2 separate regions of the Zea mays genome follow, and region 2 is linked to region 1. A link is a contact called in public Hi-C data. All regions are on one chromosome and are shown on one strand. Each heading gives the region's core, a stretch centred on a gene start, on an enhancer-like site or on the middle of the called end of the contact. The rest is flanking DNA. Distances are from core to core; before and after follow the strand shown. Region 1 holds the start of LOC100284196 (defense-related protein). Region 2 holds the start of LOC100384259.

The links. A called contact is a pair of places that touch in the nucleus more often than the background predicts.
Region 2: a contact with region 1 is called in a Hi-C map of leaf, with 2.6 times the contacts expected there. The contact joins the promoter of LOC100384259 here to the promoter of LOC100284196 in region 1. A contact is called at or near these places in 4 of 25 Hi-C or Micro-C datasets (ear, endosperm and leaf).

What each region holds. Positions count from the first base shown.
Region 1 is chr5:13,915,158-13,922,844 of Zm-B73-REFERENCE-NAM-5.0, reverse strand. LOC100284196 (defense-related protein) reads left to right here and starts at 6,236. Exons shown (of 3, transcript NM_001370617.1): 1 at 6,236-6,727. The coding sequence starts at 6,347.
Region 2 is chr5:14,113,809-14,120,988 of Zm-B73-REFERENCE-NAM-5.0, reverse strand. LOC100384259 reads right to left here and starts at 4,210. Exons shown (of 21, transcript XM_035958953.1): 1 at 3,385-4,210; 2 at 2,711-3,147; 3 at 2,432-2,565; 4 at 1,569-1,678; 5 at 1,374-1,480; 6 at 1,146-1,278; 7 at 946-1,062; 8 at 622-729; 9 at 470-541; 10 at 110-232; 11 at 1-31. The coding sequence starts at 4,059.

The sequences.
Region 1 (7,687 bases), core at 4,987-7,486:
ACTAAAAATATTTAACAATTTAATACAGTTTCACAGATGTGTGTGTAGGCTAGGTCTTCGAATATATAGCACATGGCTGCTTTCCTAACGTCTGCTTTCCCTTTCTTTGTGTGCTTGGGTGCTCAGATTATGGACTGCCTTAGGATTAGAGTTTGGGAAAGGTGGAAATGTTGGGTTAGAGTTTCTTTCTCCCCTTTTGCTTGTTCTACGTGAGTAGGAACACGAATACAAAGAGTTAAGAGGTGTTTTTCTCGGATTTTGTCATAAAACTTAAGGAAAACTGTCATTTATAGTTAGAGCCCGAGCCTAAAACCATGGCTTTGATACCACTATTAGATTTTAAGACCTCGACTCGTAATCCTAGCCATTAGAAATCATAGAACATAGATTTGTACCTCCAGAATTGGAAGGAGATGCCATGCTGATCAAGGGCGGAGAAATGCCCATGGCCACTCCGGCTATGGTTCGGGGAGTCGAAAAGATGGCCGGTAGATATTAGATCGAATCTCGGTATGAATGTTGGTTCGCGTATCGGTTCTTTGACTATTTATTATGTGGTATGAAAGGAGAACTTATTAACCAACAGATTGTTACGTCCCTAATCAGAGAGTGCGAGCATGATCGTGCGACTCGATCTCTAACTGAGTTGTACAACAATATTATCATTCTGGCTATGCCAATATAGAAGTTGTTGCCTCGAGCGGCCAACGTGCCACGGCCATGTTTTCGCGTGAAACTGTGGTATCTTTGCCCTGTCATTCTGTCAGTGACAATGCCCATAGACTCGTCTATAATTGCATTTCTGACTCTGAATCAGGCAGGGTCGGTGTTCCTGCAACGCGTGCCATTTGGCAGCTTGCTTCAATCCTTTTGGTGTTTTGCAGTGTGCTGGCTTGGGTTTGGTGGTGTTGATAGATCTGTGATCGCCTACACAGAATGGCATTGGGAGGCCACTGATCACCGTTCAGCTGGGCTTTTGTACACTAGTACAATGCGGCAACTGCCACTGCCAGGTTGGTGAACGATACTCTCTCGGCGTCCCTTTGTGAAGTACTCTAGCAATCTGATCACGTAAAGAAAGCAGCTGAGTTGTTGCGCCCTGTGTGTCGGAGCTTCACACGTGCAATGCATATGTGAGTTGTATTCTGGTGTGTGTCTTTGGTTCAGAGAATAATATCTGTACTATATTAAAACACTAATTTTCCTAGTTTTATGATTTTCATCGTATACCTCACATTTAAATTATAAAAATGCTAAAATTATATACAAATAGAGATTCGAACTATGATTATTAGCTCTAAACTCACATTCATATCCACATAACTAACAATACACTCATATCTTTATATTTTATATTCTATACATAAGTATAAATAGAACCGTAGCATATATGAACAATTTGCTAGTTTCTCTTTATTTGCTGGGAAGGGAATTTTCAGACCCGGCCCATGTGGACGTCGCCATGTCGGGCTTGTTATCTACAGAAGCTCATGGAATCCAGTAGCTTTGTGGACTTTCAGTCGTTCCCTTGACTTTAATCTATACCGGTTTCTACTGGTTCTATAGTACTTTTGTTTTTATAGATTACACCTACACCAATCTAAATAGTCCGCTTTAATCCGAAGCAAACAATCGTTGAGGAATTATGTTTCATATAGGAAGGAGGTAAAACTTAAATAGTACGAAAACTGTACACACAATCATGTCGTTTTGTAGCACGGTGAACCTCAGGGCTTAATTTTCATCGTTGATCGACTAATTAATTGACTGACATGTGATGATGAGATGTATTCAACCAATTGCACTTATCATATTGAGCAATCTTTCGCTGTCTCGAAGATGAAATTCATAATTTTATTGGACTTACCAAGTTATCCAATGTTGAAGGAATAATTTTTTCATTTGAGGTAGTAACATATACGGGAAGAACTATTTGATTGATGTGATGAAGACGACAACGATTAAATACCATCAAGTCATCACGATACCGGATTGGGAGATGAAGAGGGAACCGCGAATACTTTTCTAGATAAAATTGTCAATGTATTATTTGCGAGAAGAATGTAATTTAATTTCAAATGTAGTATGATATGGGCACAAAATGTGTATGAAATATTTATTTTTAATGTGTTTGAACATGTTCAACGTTTTTATGTACCTACAAACTGCTACAGTATCATAAATAATGAAGAAATACGACCGTGGACAGTGTTGTCTAATGATGAAAATCTGAGTTCCATTAATCTAGGATGCCAAATAGCTACAACTAAATTAATCTAGATTATATAGGGACTGTTTGAATGCACTGAAGATATATATAGTTAGTTGGCTAAAAAATATTAGTGAAATTAGCTAACTAACAAATAACTAGCTAATTTGCTAACTAACTAATGAGCTAGCTAGCTGTCTCTAAATTAATCTCTGAAAAGTGAAAACTAGCTAGACCGTTACTATCACGACTTGTGCGGTCGTTGTTGATCCAGCATTAGTCCGGCGTCAATTGGTCAGTTTTTTTGAGAATGAACATAGTGGCACACGGCATTGCAATTTGCCGACACCGAAAGGCTATACTAAGAATCAGATTAACATGCATTATTTGATATTTTTGTAGTCGTTGTGATGCTGTCAACGTACGTCCATCGATGATGCACGGGTGACGGTTAACATGAGGTCGTGTCTCTCATTTTTAAACTTTTTTCTACCGGACTACGGCGGGTTCAGTACACCGTACGTGAATAAAAGTAAAAGGTCAAGGTTTAAAATTTGAACGCATGTACGCCGTCCGTATGGAGAAAAAAAAACAATTATGTGTTGAGCTAGGCCAGAAAGCCAGCCCCGGCCCAAAAGTAGGACTAATCTAGCTTAACTACCAATAATTCAGTCAAACAAAACTACCAAAAATTAGGTCCTCTTCAGCTTCACCCAGCCCGTGTTAGGGTCCAGACTGTTAAGCATGCGCATGCATCACAACCGCATGGCTGATCGAGGCTGGTTCGCCGACCGGACAGCATCTTTCTTCCAAGCAACGCGCACCGGCCGGCCAGCCATTGCAATGCTGCAGGGCATCGCAGTCGCAGCAGCGCGTTTTTGGAGCCGTTGCCATATATGCATACCCTGATATCCGCCAAAGCTCGCAGCAACACCCACTCGCCCAGCTGAGTAGCCGGCCTCAGCCTGACTTGCTGTCTTGCTCCAGCAGGCTCCAGACACCAAAGTGACACACACTACGAACGTGTGCCACTGCCACCAAAGTACTAGTGCCCATAGTGCCGCGCGCGACGACGTCGTCGTTCCGATCGATGAACCGACAGGCGACAGTGCAATACTGCAAGTACAGGACCAGGGAAGGAAAGGGAAAACGTTCAAATTTAGCCGGTAAAAACCCACTTTACGTTATCGTAATTTCTATTTTAAACTTCTCCTTATATAAAAAGAGTACATCTACAATACAAAACAGTGTTATACACATCCAACGTTGCTGGAGTTACCTTAATCGATCTTTATCACTACTAACAAAAAACGGTAACGTTCAGTTTTAATAATATATAAACGCAGGAGATAGATGTGTTGATCCGAATATTCTCTCGGACCATGATCGTGCATATTGCATCGTTTACTGATACTAGTATTTAATGTGCAGCGTTATCCCGTCAATGTTTACTACACCTCATGTTTAGTAATAATTACTGCTCCAAGTATCCCACTACATATCGTAGAGTACTCTCTACAGTCTACACCACACGTCTCATTTAATTCTGATCCGCTTGAATTATTGCTTAATTCATTATTGCGTTTCACTACCAAAATTGGTAACATCCCTAAGGGCATGTACAATGTAGAAACTTTGTTGCGGTTTTACAAACAGGTTTTACAAACACTAGATACATCCAGGGCATGTGCAACCTTAAGACTCCAGTTCGGTTTTCAAAATACAAAAAAACATATAAGAAACTATTTTTGTATATAATCATATATCTTATTCACTAGAATCTCTCATGATATAACTCATTTATGTGGGTTGTATGGACGAAACTGTATCTAGACTTAGAGAACTGAGCTAGATACATCTCTTCATCAAGATATGTCTCTTGTATTTTTTTTACACTTACTCTCTTGATACTCCTCAAGATATGGATTATTTATGTGAGCCCTAATGCACATAGTATGTAGCTGATTCTATTTGACCCGAATATTCTGCGCGCGCTTCGTCTCCAAATTCCAGTCACGGGGCATTTGGATCCCTTCATTTTAGAGGAATTGGAATTCACTCAATAAAATAACTTATTTAGTTTGGAATTTGACATTCCACCACTTTCCAAAGTTCAGATATAAGGCTATCTCAAATTCATGGGGTGGAGTGTGTGAAATGATTTTATGCATTAGTAGAATTCGTTTCTAGTCTGTAATTTACATGACACTCTTCGTTTCACTCCTTTATAGTAAAAATGTAGCACATAAATATCTCCGACATCTTGCTAATAATAGTATATAAATATATTTTGCATAAAACCGGATTAGCTTAATTGATATATACCTAAATTAATATTGTTAGAATGGAATTCAATTCCAATGATCCAGATGAGGCGTCAAAGTAAAATATAATTTCCCTGTCTGGCCTAGCCAGCTCGTCCGGGCTAATAGTCTATAAAATTAGTACAAAGGAAGGGTGGAAAACACAACATTTTACTAATGAGTTAGCCTCCTAGCCTAGCTAGTTGCACAAGGCGTTTCGGACAGTAAAGTTGTTTTTGCGTAAAAGTGGGCTTACGTTTCTGAATTTTTAAATACAATGCGTGGGGACTGACAAATGAATGAATAAATAAGGATCCGAATCGGTGGTGTCACGTGCCAGCGGCCCATACGGCACGTGGTCGACGACCTCGCCTCGGTACTCCGTCACGCGGTGATTGCATTGCATGTGCATGTCGCTGCACGATCGCGCGCGTGCACGTATGCCCAGCCAGCCTCGGTAAGAAAATACTAGTACAAATTCTACGAATGAAAACAGAGCAATTTCTCGGGCAAATAAAATCAAACAATGCCCCAGACATGCATGTGAGCATGTCTAACAGTCGGTTCTCGCCCTGCTCGGCAATCTCACGGTTTTAAATTGCTGTAAGTTGTTGTGATTTTAGTAAGTGGGTTTTTATGTGTTTATGTACACTCTAATTATATCTAGAAATATAACTAAAATACGCATTTAGAAAAAAAAAGCCAGAACAGCTTACGGTTTGAAATAGAGAGGATGGAACGATAAAAAACATTTTTTTAAAGAAAGAAATATGAATAAAATAAATTAGTGTAGTTTAGTTTCCGTGTTTTAATACAAACGGTAGCATGGGAAAACATATGATCATAACAAAAACTATACAAAAAATATGTTGTTTGTATTAGAAGATAGATATATGTTCATATGTACTTAGAAAAAACTATAAAAAATGCTGTTTGTATTAAAAGATAGATATGTTCATATGTACACAGGAAAACAGAATAACTTACGATTCGATATGAGGACTTGCAACTTGGTACGAAAGAGAATCGTTGCACTATATATAAATGACATCAGATATTACATATGCATACCCCCCCCCCCCCCCTTTTTTTTGCAATTGTAGGGCTCGCTTACTCTGAGCACAGAAATGGACTCCCGTGTCAATTAATTTGATATACGCTTTTGCTCTTCCTGTTTGAATCTTTTATCAGGCAGGTAGATACAGTATTTGACAAGATCGGTCTAGAAAAAAAAACTCTTTTATCAATATATGTTTTAAAGGTGAGATTAAGGGGTCCACGTTTGTCTTCTTTGCTTGTTAAGTATATTGTATGCATGAGCGAGTGAAATTTAATAAATGACCTAATAAAATATCCATAGATATTAAAATTCGCTACATCCATGCTCTAATAGGATTTTTATCTATCGGATACCCGATTTTGGGTACCCATTACTAGGACCCGGCCAAAGACCCGAGCAGTGAAGGGGACCCGAGCAAAACCGCCGCTCGCCGGTAGCCCCCGTCCCGCGCCTGCTGGCCGTTGCCATGCCATACGTCCATACCAAATGTTAGCGGTAGGCCGGTAGCGGCCAGCCCCAGTACCAGTAAAAAAAAACAGAAACAGTACTATAATAGCAAAATGGAAAACCAGCGACGAAAAAATAAAAAAAATCCGAGGGAAAACCGCTCGTGCTTACTTTAAATATCGCCCTCGCCTCGCCTCGCCGTTCTCCCCCCATCCTCCCCGCCACCTCTCACCCCCCGCAAGCGAGTCAGCCAAGCCAAGCGACGCCCAACCCCCGCCTCCATTCCCGGGCCGGAGACGCGCCTGCCTGGCCGCGACGCCGCCAGCCATGGGAATGGGGCCGCTCGACAACGCCGCGTCGGCCGCGCTGGAGGCCGCCGCCGCCGCCGCCGCCGCCCCCTCGCGGGCGGGCTCGTACGCGGTGCTGCAGTGCGGCGAGGACTCGGAGTACGTGCGGCAGAAGTACGGCGGCTACTTCGCCGTCTTCCGCGCGCTGCTGGAGGAGGACGGCGAGAGGTGGCGGGTGTACAGCGCCGTCCGCGGGGAGCTCCCCGCCGACGCCGAGGCAGCCGGGTTCGACGGGTTCGTCATCTCCGGGAGCTGCGCCGACGCGCACGGCGACGAGCCCTGGATCCTCGCGCTCGTCGACCTCACCCGCCGCGTCCACGCCGCCGGCAAGCGCGTCCTCGGCGTCTGCTTCGGCCACCAGGTGCCCATCCCATCCGTCCATGTTTGGTTCGACTTGCTGTTTGGTTGGGTTTAGGTGCGGTGCGGTTGGTTCTCGTCTAGTCCCTTCCGCGCGTAGCTGGGTTTCTCCGTCGTCGCTGGTGAATCACGGGACCGCGGGACGCTGCGGGCACCACCTGGTGGGGCTGCCGCTCTTCTAGCCTAGCGCCTTCCCGTCCACCCGGCGCACCTTTTCTTTTCTATTATTTTCTTTCTTTTTTTTTACGGCGACCCGTGGTCGTTCTTGATGCATTTTGACTAGTACAAACGGTACTGGCTGCTTAATTGGTGAGCAGTAGCAATGGGGACGGAAAGATGCCTTATTTTTTTTCCCCAGAGAATGACAAAGGTGACTCAGTGCTAGCATCAAGCCCACAGTTAGAGTTTGACGGAAGAAACGAACCCCCAATTCTACGAGTTTTACCAATCTCCATTTAGAGCGCACAATATAGAGCTCTTGCTTCTGCCATGACGCTGTTTTGTTTCAGTCCATGCCAGTTCAGTTCATAGAAGCAGAGGCCCCTGGTTTGATTCGGGTCGAAGCAAACAGACGGACACGGGACTGATTGGATGGATTAGTGACTACAAACTCCACGCTAATCTAGGTTTAAGACACGGCAGCATCTCTCAAACAAAGGGTTAAGGCTCGAGGCTGACATCGCTGATTCACGTGGTGTGACGTGGCCGTGGCAGCTGGGTTGCTGTTGTTGTTGGCACACAGACAAGTGGAGTGGGTATCTGTTCTGCAGGATCTCCTACGGCCCGCTGCGTCTGTGGCCGGACGTTTGGCTCACAGTCACAGAGCCCTGCGCCCCTGCCCTGGCTTAGAGGAGCGAGCGGTTCCCCTATTCCGGTTCGCCGGTTTGTTTGCCTCAAAGTGGCGCGTAAACCGCGCCTGCAAATTTTAAAATCAAATCCCCCGGGAAGGAGGAGGAGGACGAAG
Region 2 (7,180 bases), core at 2,961-5,460, 200 kb before region 1:
CAACATCAACACAAGGTCTCCCATTTATTTGCTGCCACACAAAATGAGAACATTTAAACCAGCATAAAAAACAGTGAAAGGGGTACAAGACCAAATGTTGCATCTTTACCATGCCCATATCATTGCACGCCCCAACCAAGTTGTTGCAAAACATGCGGACATCATTTGGATGCAACCGAGAAGCAAAAGTCACACAAGCCCAATACTGAATGGATACTCCATCGATCAATCTCTGATAGATGTCAAAAATTATTGACCAATAAAGATATGGAAACATTTCAGAAAAAGAATGTGAAAACCTGACAATTACTACATTTGTGAATCAGTGACTATAGTATTTATTAATAAAAGTGGCACGCCAACAACATTACAGGTACACATGAAACTAGAATCCTTATCAAAAAAATATAATTTTGGTGTGATTGGATAAAAGTAAAGTGGAGCTCAGAAAGAAAATAACATGTAATACCTTGTTGTTCATGTTCCACTGACCAACGGAAGGACTACACACCTTTTCTCGTCCAGAGTCATGGTACTTAAGCTAAAATCAATATAAATGATCACCAGTATAGACAACTGGAACAGAGTGTAAAAAACGATCCAGGAAAAGAACAAACTTACCGTCGGAGCTGGCAGCACCCGTGCATCAACCAAGGCAAGTTCATTTGTCACCTTAATACCAAATTCTTTGGCACAATGATCATTACCATAGTCGTTCCTATTAACTACCTGAGAAAAATACGAAATAGATCATTACCATAGTTGTTCCTATTAACTACCTGAGAAAAATACGAAATAGGTAGGTCTTTCATTAAAAAGGTAAAAAAAATACTAAACACCACACAAAACTATATACTACAATGTACAAGAAGAGAGTCAATGTACAAGAACAGAGCCAATGTACAAGAACAGAGTCAACAATGGGATAGTAGTCACAAAAATCACCTCTAAAATGCTGCCCTCCCTTTGAGGTGGTCGCTCACATGCCTTCTTCAGGATGCTTGTGACTTGGTACTCATTTAGCTTCCTAGAATAGCGTTGACCGCCAAGTATACTGCAAACCTGCATAAATAAGAGACATCCTAAAGAAATCTGACAAAACACTGACAAAATATTAACACAAACAGATAAAATATAGGCACTACCTCCATTGGTAAATAAGTCGGCCTACTATCATTGCCAGATTGAAGGCATGGCCAGTGAATGTGTTTCAAACTGTAATTATATTGGTGTTTAAAGTATTGGACAACTGAAACACTTGCCCCATCTTGATTAAACCTATATAAACAAACATGAATATTTAAACATGTGCCATTAAAAAACAGTGCAGAATGAATTAAGAAAAAGAATATCAATTAAAACTGAATAGATACGTTAAACTATTCAAGGGAAGTGAGGTTATCCCAGTAATCTTGTAATGTATGGCTATATCACGACGATGTGTTGCCACAACACGTACTCCTTTGAGGACTTTCTTCAGCTACAAAGAGAAACGACAAAATATGATTCAATCAGACCATATAACATTAGAACTAATGAGGATATAATAAAAGTATGATGTTCAATACTTTTAAGCGATCCTGGTCAGACAAACGCCTTGAGGTGTCACGTATGTTGAGGTACTCCAATGCAAACTCCAAAATCGGTTGAGCCTTGTAAAATGCAGTTGCTGAAATATCTGAAAGGAAAATAAACAAATTTTATCACCCCTACTGGTTAACATTGAAATTTATCCGACTTCCTGCGCATGTGCAATATGCAACACTATGGCACAGAGCTGGATGGCTGTCTCCAGAAAAATACAACTACAAGAGTGGAGGAGCCGGAGAAGCCATCATTCTAGGGCTCCTGGCCCCACCACACCTATAGTACTACTACAATGTAGAGCTGGAGCCACACGGATCCCTTCCAAACAGGCCCTAAAACACCAATTGTTGCAAAAGCTCTTATTCCTACACTAGCTCATAGCTTTTTTGGCTCTCATGTCCCATGGCGAAAACCCAAGTCAGTTGTTGGAGAAGCTCCTAAGGACAAATTTAGGAATACTTATATTTTGGGACGAAAAGAATACTATAGTTCTTTAATACTTGTATATAAAATCAAGATGAAGTGGCACAATGGCATATACAATATATACAAGTATTCTTAATACATAGTACAAAGTACACTTGCATGATACAGAACAGTAGTCCTGTAAGACTGTACAGTGACCTAACTTATTCATTGATGACAAGAGTAACAAAGGGCACCACGAATGTGTAATATACATCATGCCCACGGCAGAAGCTTTAAATTGAGCTTGTTACTCTTTAATTTGGTGGACATACAGATAGTACATATAGATGCTACTGCATGCCAAGTAAATGTCTAGGAGAATAGATAGTGTGGTATGTGTGATTTAATAAGGCAAAAGAATTAGCCACAACTATACCAATATTTAAAGACAATCCCATTTGTGTAGCACGTAGACTTTGGTAGTACCCCCTCCAGCATTCCACACCACTGCCAATATCACCACCATGTCCAAATGACTGAGAGAAAAATGACCTTGAGATGGATACATACCTGTCACAGTTTGAAAAGAAAAAAAGTCAGAACTGATGGAACCGCAGAAGGATCATATACAATAGTCAGTCCGCCAAACAAATATATATAGGGCGACATGAATTCAATGGATATTAAATTTGCATGGATGCATCATAACTAGTACTTTTCAGTTGGGCATTCTCGCATAGCAATATCGAGGGCTTGGACAGTATCCTGTGGCAGTTCCCTCTGCCTACCAGCCAAGAACTGCCTAAGGCTGTAAAGATCTAATTTGGCAGCATCTTTTATGGTCACGCTGTACTCTTTCGCCCTGCAGGCAGTAAGGCAAGGATTAATGCAACGTGAATAAGCACATACAAAGAACAAGCGTGAGCTTGAAAAACAGAATACAACACCATACCCCTGGTTTGCTCTCTCAGGATTGGTTAGTTCCAGAACAAATTCTTTGGTTTTGAACGGTAGCGGACCAGCAGTGAAAAGGCCCTTTCTACCATCATAAACAGGCAGTCGCCCATTCAAGTAATTCTTGTGCAATTTAACGAGTTCGTTAAGAATCCAACGATTTCTTTTCCTTGACTGCGATTCTGGACTAATCACGACCTGCACAAGTTAAGAAGGATAGAAATTGTACTTGAAAGGAGACAGATATAAATGTTTACGGTAAATTGATTATATCAGTTCTGGAACTGGGAATGAACAGGAGCCATGTAACTACAGAAATTGCGTAAAGCAGCGAACACTATAAAACTTAATTATGCAACTTCAAAAAAATGAAAAAAAAATTATAATAAAAACCAAAAGAAAGAGAGAGGGGTCATGCATATATACAGCACATACGTCGTAGTGGTAGATCTCCTTGTCCGCCACCTGAACGAAGAAATGGTTGGCGCGCACGCGGCACCTCCGGCCGAGCGTGCCGTACCCCGGCCGCGCGGGGAAAACCAGCGCCTTGCTCGACGACGGAGGCAGCCTCCCCTGAGCGGCCTGGTCTGCCTCCACCACCAGCGACGTCCCTTGCTCCGCTTCGACCCGCGCCGGCGCGGCGGAAGGCTCATGCGCGGTGCCCGACGACGGCCCCTCGTGCGCCTCTGCGTCTGGCACCGCCACCGCCGCCTTCCTCTCCACCTCGCCTCTCAGCTCCTCGACTTCCGCGGGTGTCGGCCTCGACGTCGAAGGCGGCGCGGCCACTTGCCACTGCGGCTGGACCTGAGCAGGCACGCCATGGTGGTAGTGTCCGCGTCCGCCTCGGTCCCCACCGACCGGCCTGGCGCCGTGGAAGGACTGGTGACCCCCTCTCTCGACACCTCCGCGGCCGCCACGCGCTGCGCCGACGGCTCCACCTCGGCCACCGCCAAGCTCCGCGCCGCCTTGGGCCCGCCATTGGCCGCCACCGCCACGGCCGCCGGCGCCACCTCGGCCGCCCCCTCCACGGCCCCGCCCTTGGCCGTCACCTCCACGGCCTGCTGCTGCATTGCCGCCACGCCGGCCGCCTCCGCCGTCGCGCGTCGACATGGGCTGGGCTACGGAAACCCTACTACGGCTTGAGCGGAGGAGATTACGGCCGAAAGGGTCGGTCTCGAGCGCATATTTATCGTGGCTTTGGGGGGGAACGGACGCGAAGAGCGCAAGCGAAGCGACAGTGCGACGCACCCCGGCGTTTCAACTTTCAACTGATGGACCCACCAGCGCCAAAGCCCACACGACCGGCATGCAATTCACTACTGGCGGATCTGCAACTGCAAGCGAAGCGAGTGGAGTGGACACTGGACAGTGGTGTCGTAGGGGTTCTGGGGTTGGATGCGTTTCGCCCTTGCGATCTGACGACAGTGGCAACGCGACGGTTAATGCGACGGCTCTTCACATGGCCGCACGCACGTCTCAGTGGATCTATTGGAGTAAAATCTCCGGTGGCGCACGGCGGGAGAAGGCCACAAAGGGAAGTTGTGCGACAGAGTGCACGCTGCGACAGAGTGCACGTAAGTTGTGCGACAGAGTGCACGCGGCGGTGGAAGATCTGGCAAAGGGACCGTGACATCTTTGTCCGCTGCGGTCACGCAAACGATGCGCCTGGTGGTGGAGCTCGTTCCATACGTAACATTGATTTGCACCAGATGGCCTGGGACGCTACGATTTGTCACTTGGAATCTTGGATAGGGAGTCTACACACTGTTCAGCAATGACTTGGGAAATGTCACTTGAGAGTGACTTGTGAGCACGCTGATTGTCATGTCACTTGAGAGTGACTTGTGAGCGGGGCGTCTCTAGCACAGCGGTATATAGTCATATAAAATATTGTTTTACGGTGGATTGTTTACACCGTGGAATTCAAAATAGGCGGTATAATAGGAGATGAGATAAGGAGTCTATGGAAAATGATCAAATACCAATTCCATTAGATATGTATCAGCAACGTTGATACCCTAAGACCAACTCGTAGATTTGTATGTGCATTCGTAAAACGTATGGTTGGAACGTGTGAGTAGGGATGGCAACGGGCATATTTTACCTGCGTACCCACGGGTAAAAGCCCTACTGAAAGTCGCCTAGAGGGGGGTGAATAGGGCGAATCTGAAATTTATAAACTTAAGCACAATTACAAGCTGGGTTAGCGTTACAAATATGAACGAGTCCGAGAGAGACGGTGAAAGCAAATCGCGGGCAAATAAAGAGTAAGACACGATGATTTGTTTTACCGAGGTTCGGTTCTTGCAAACGTACTCCCCGTTGAGGTGGTCACAAAGACCGGGTCTCTTTCAACCCTTTCCCTCTCTCAAACGGTCACTTAGACCGAGTGAGTTTCTCTTCTCAATCAAACGGGACACAAAGTCCCCGCAAGGACCACCACATAATTGGTGTCTCTTGCCTCGGTTACAATTGAGTTGATCACAAGAAGAATGAGAAAGAAAAGAAGCAATCCAAGCGCAAGAGCTCAAATGAACACAAATGTCGCTCTCTCTAGTCAGTATTTGATTTGGAGTGATTCCGGACTTGGGAGAGGATTTGATCTCTTTGGTTGTGTCTACAATTGAATGTTATAGCTGTTGTAATGTGTTGGAAGGTGGAAAACTTGGATGCAATGAATGGTGGGGTGGTTGGGGTATTTATAGCCCCAACCACCAAAAGTGACCGTTGGAGGGCTGTCTGTCGCATGGCGCACCGGACAGTTCGGTGCGCCACCGGACACTGTCCGGTGCGCCAGCCATGTCAGCCGGCCGTTGGGTTCTGACCGTTGGAGCTCTGACTGGTGGGGCCTCTGGGCTGTCCGGTGGTGCACCGGACAGGTCCTGTAGACTGTTCGGTGCGCCTTCCGCGCGTGCTCTGTCCTCTGCGCGCGCAGGCGCGCATTAAATGCGTTGCAGTCGACCGTTGGCGCGAAGTAGCCGTTGCTCCGCTGGCACACCGGACAGTCCGGTGTGACACCGGACACTGTCCAGTGCTTCACCGGACAGTCCGGTAAATTATAGCGGAGCGGCCTCCCATTTTCCCGAAGGTAGCGAGTTCAGCATCAAGTTCCCTGGTGCACCGGACACTGTCCGGTGGCACACCGGACAGTCCGGTGGCACACCGGACAGTCCGGTGCACCAGACCAGGGTGCCTTTTGGGATGTCTTTAGCTCTCTTTATTTGAACCCATCTTTGGTCTTTTTATTGGCTTTTTGTGAACCTTTGGCACCTGTAAAACTTATAGACTAGAGCAAACTAGTTAGTCCATTTATTTGTGTTGGACAATTCAACCGCCAAAATCAATTTAGGAAAAGGTGTAAGCCTATTTCCCTTTCACCTACAATACAAGGTGCGGATTTAGGTGTGAGTTTGAACTCGTGATGAGTGTGAGTTTGATTGTCAAACCGATGATTTTTTCTCGTGTGTATGAAAAAGTTGTACTCATGTCGTGAATCCACGTACCTGCATTCCTTATATATACATGCATATATTTATATATGTATGCATATATAAGTAAAATATACGTGCAATTTATGTGCTCGTGGGTTTGTGGCACCCACGGGTAGCGGACGGGGGGGGGGGGGGGGTAGGATATTGTACCCGACTCATGTAGAGGGTGCAGATACAGGTTTAGTATTAACATCATGGGTACGGGTTTGTAAACCCTATACTCGCGGGTTTCAAACTCGTTGCCAACCCTACACGTGAGCCCCACACTGATTAGGTCCACGCCTGTTGTCGCTCTCTAGCTCCAAAACATCCTGGAACAAAACTCAATGTGATGCTAAAACCTTTGATTGAAGAGTTCAAAAAGTTCTAGAAAGGAGTTGAAGCAAATCACTTTTACAAGAAGCATAAATTCACCCTTAGGGTAGCGTATTTATGGTAGGTTCATAATTTCTTAGTCTACAACATCTTTGTTGGATGAAGCATTCGTGATAATTTTATATGTCCAATATGTGATTCGAACACTGACTATTTTGCCTCTTATTTGGTGGCAAGATGTACTACTTCAATTCCCGTAGATGTTAGTTGCAATCTAATAACATCTTAGACAAGATGATAGAGGGGTAAGTTCAGGAATGACATAAATATAAAAATGGACCAACAAAACATTTAAGTAGGCTAGAAATTGTTGATAACCTCAACAAATTGGTTCTAAATGAAAAGGAGATGGCAACAAAGGATTT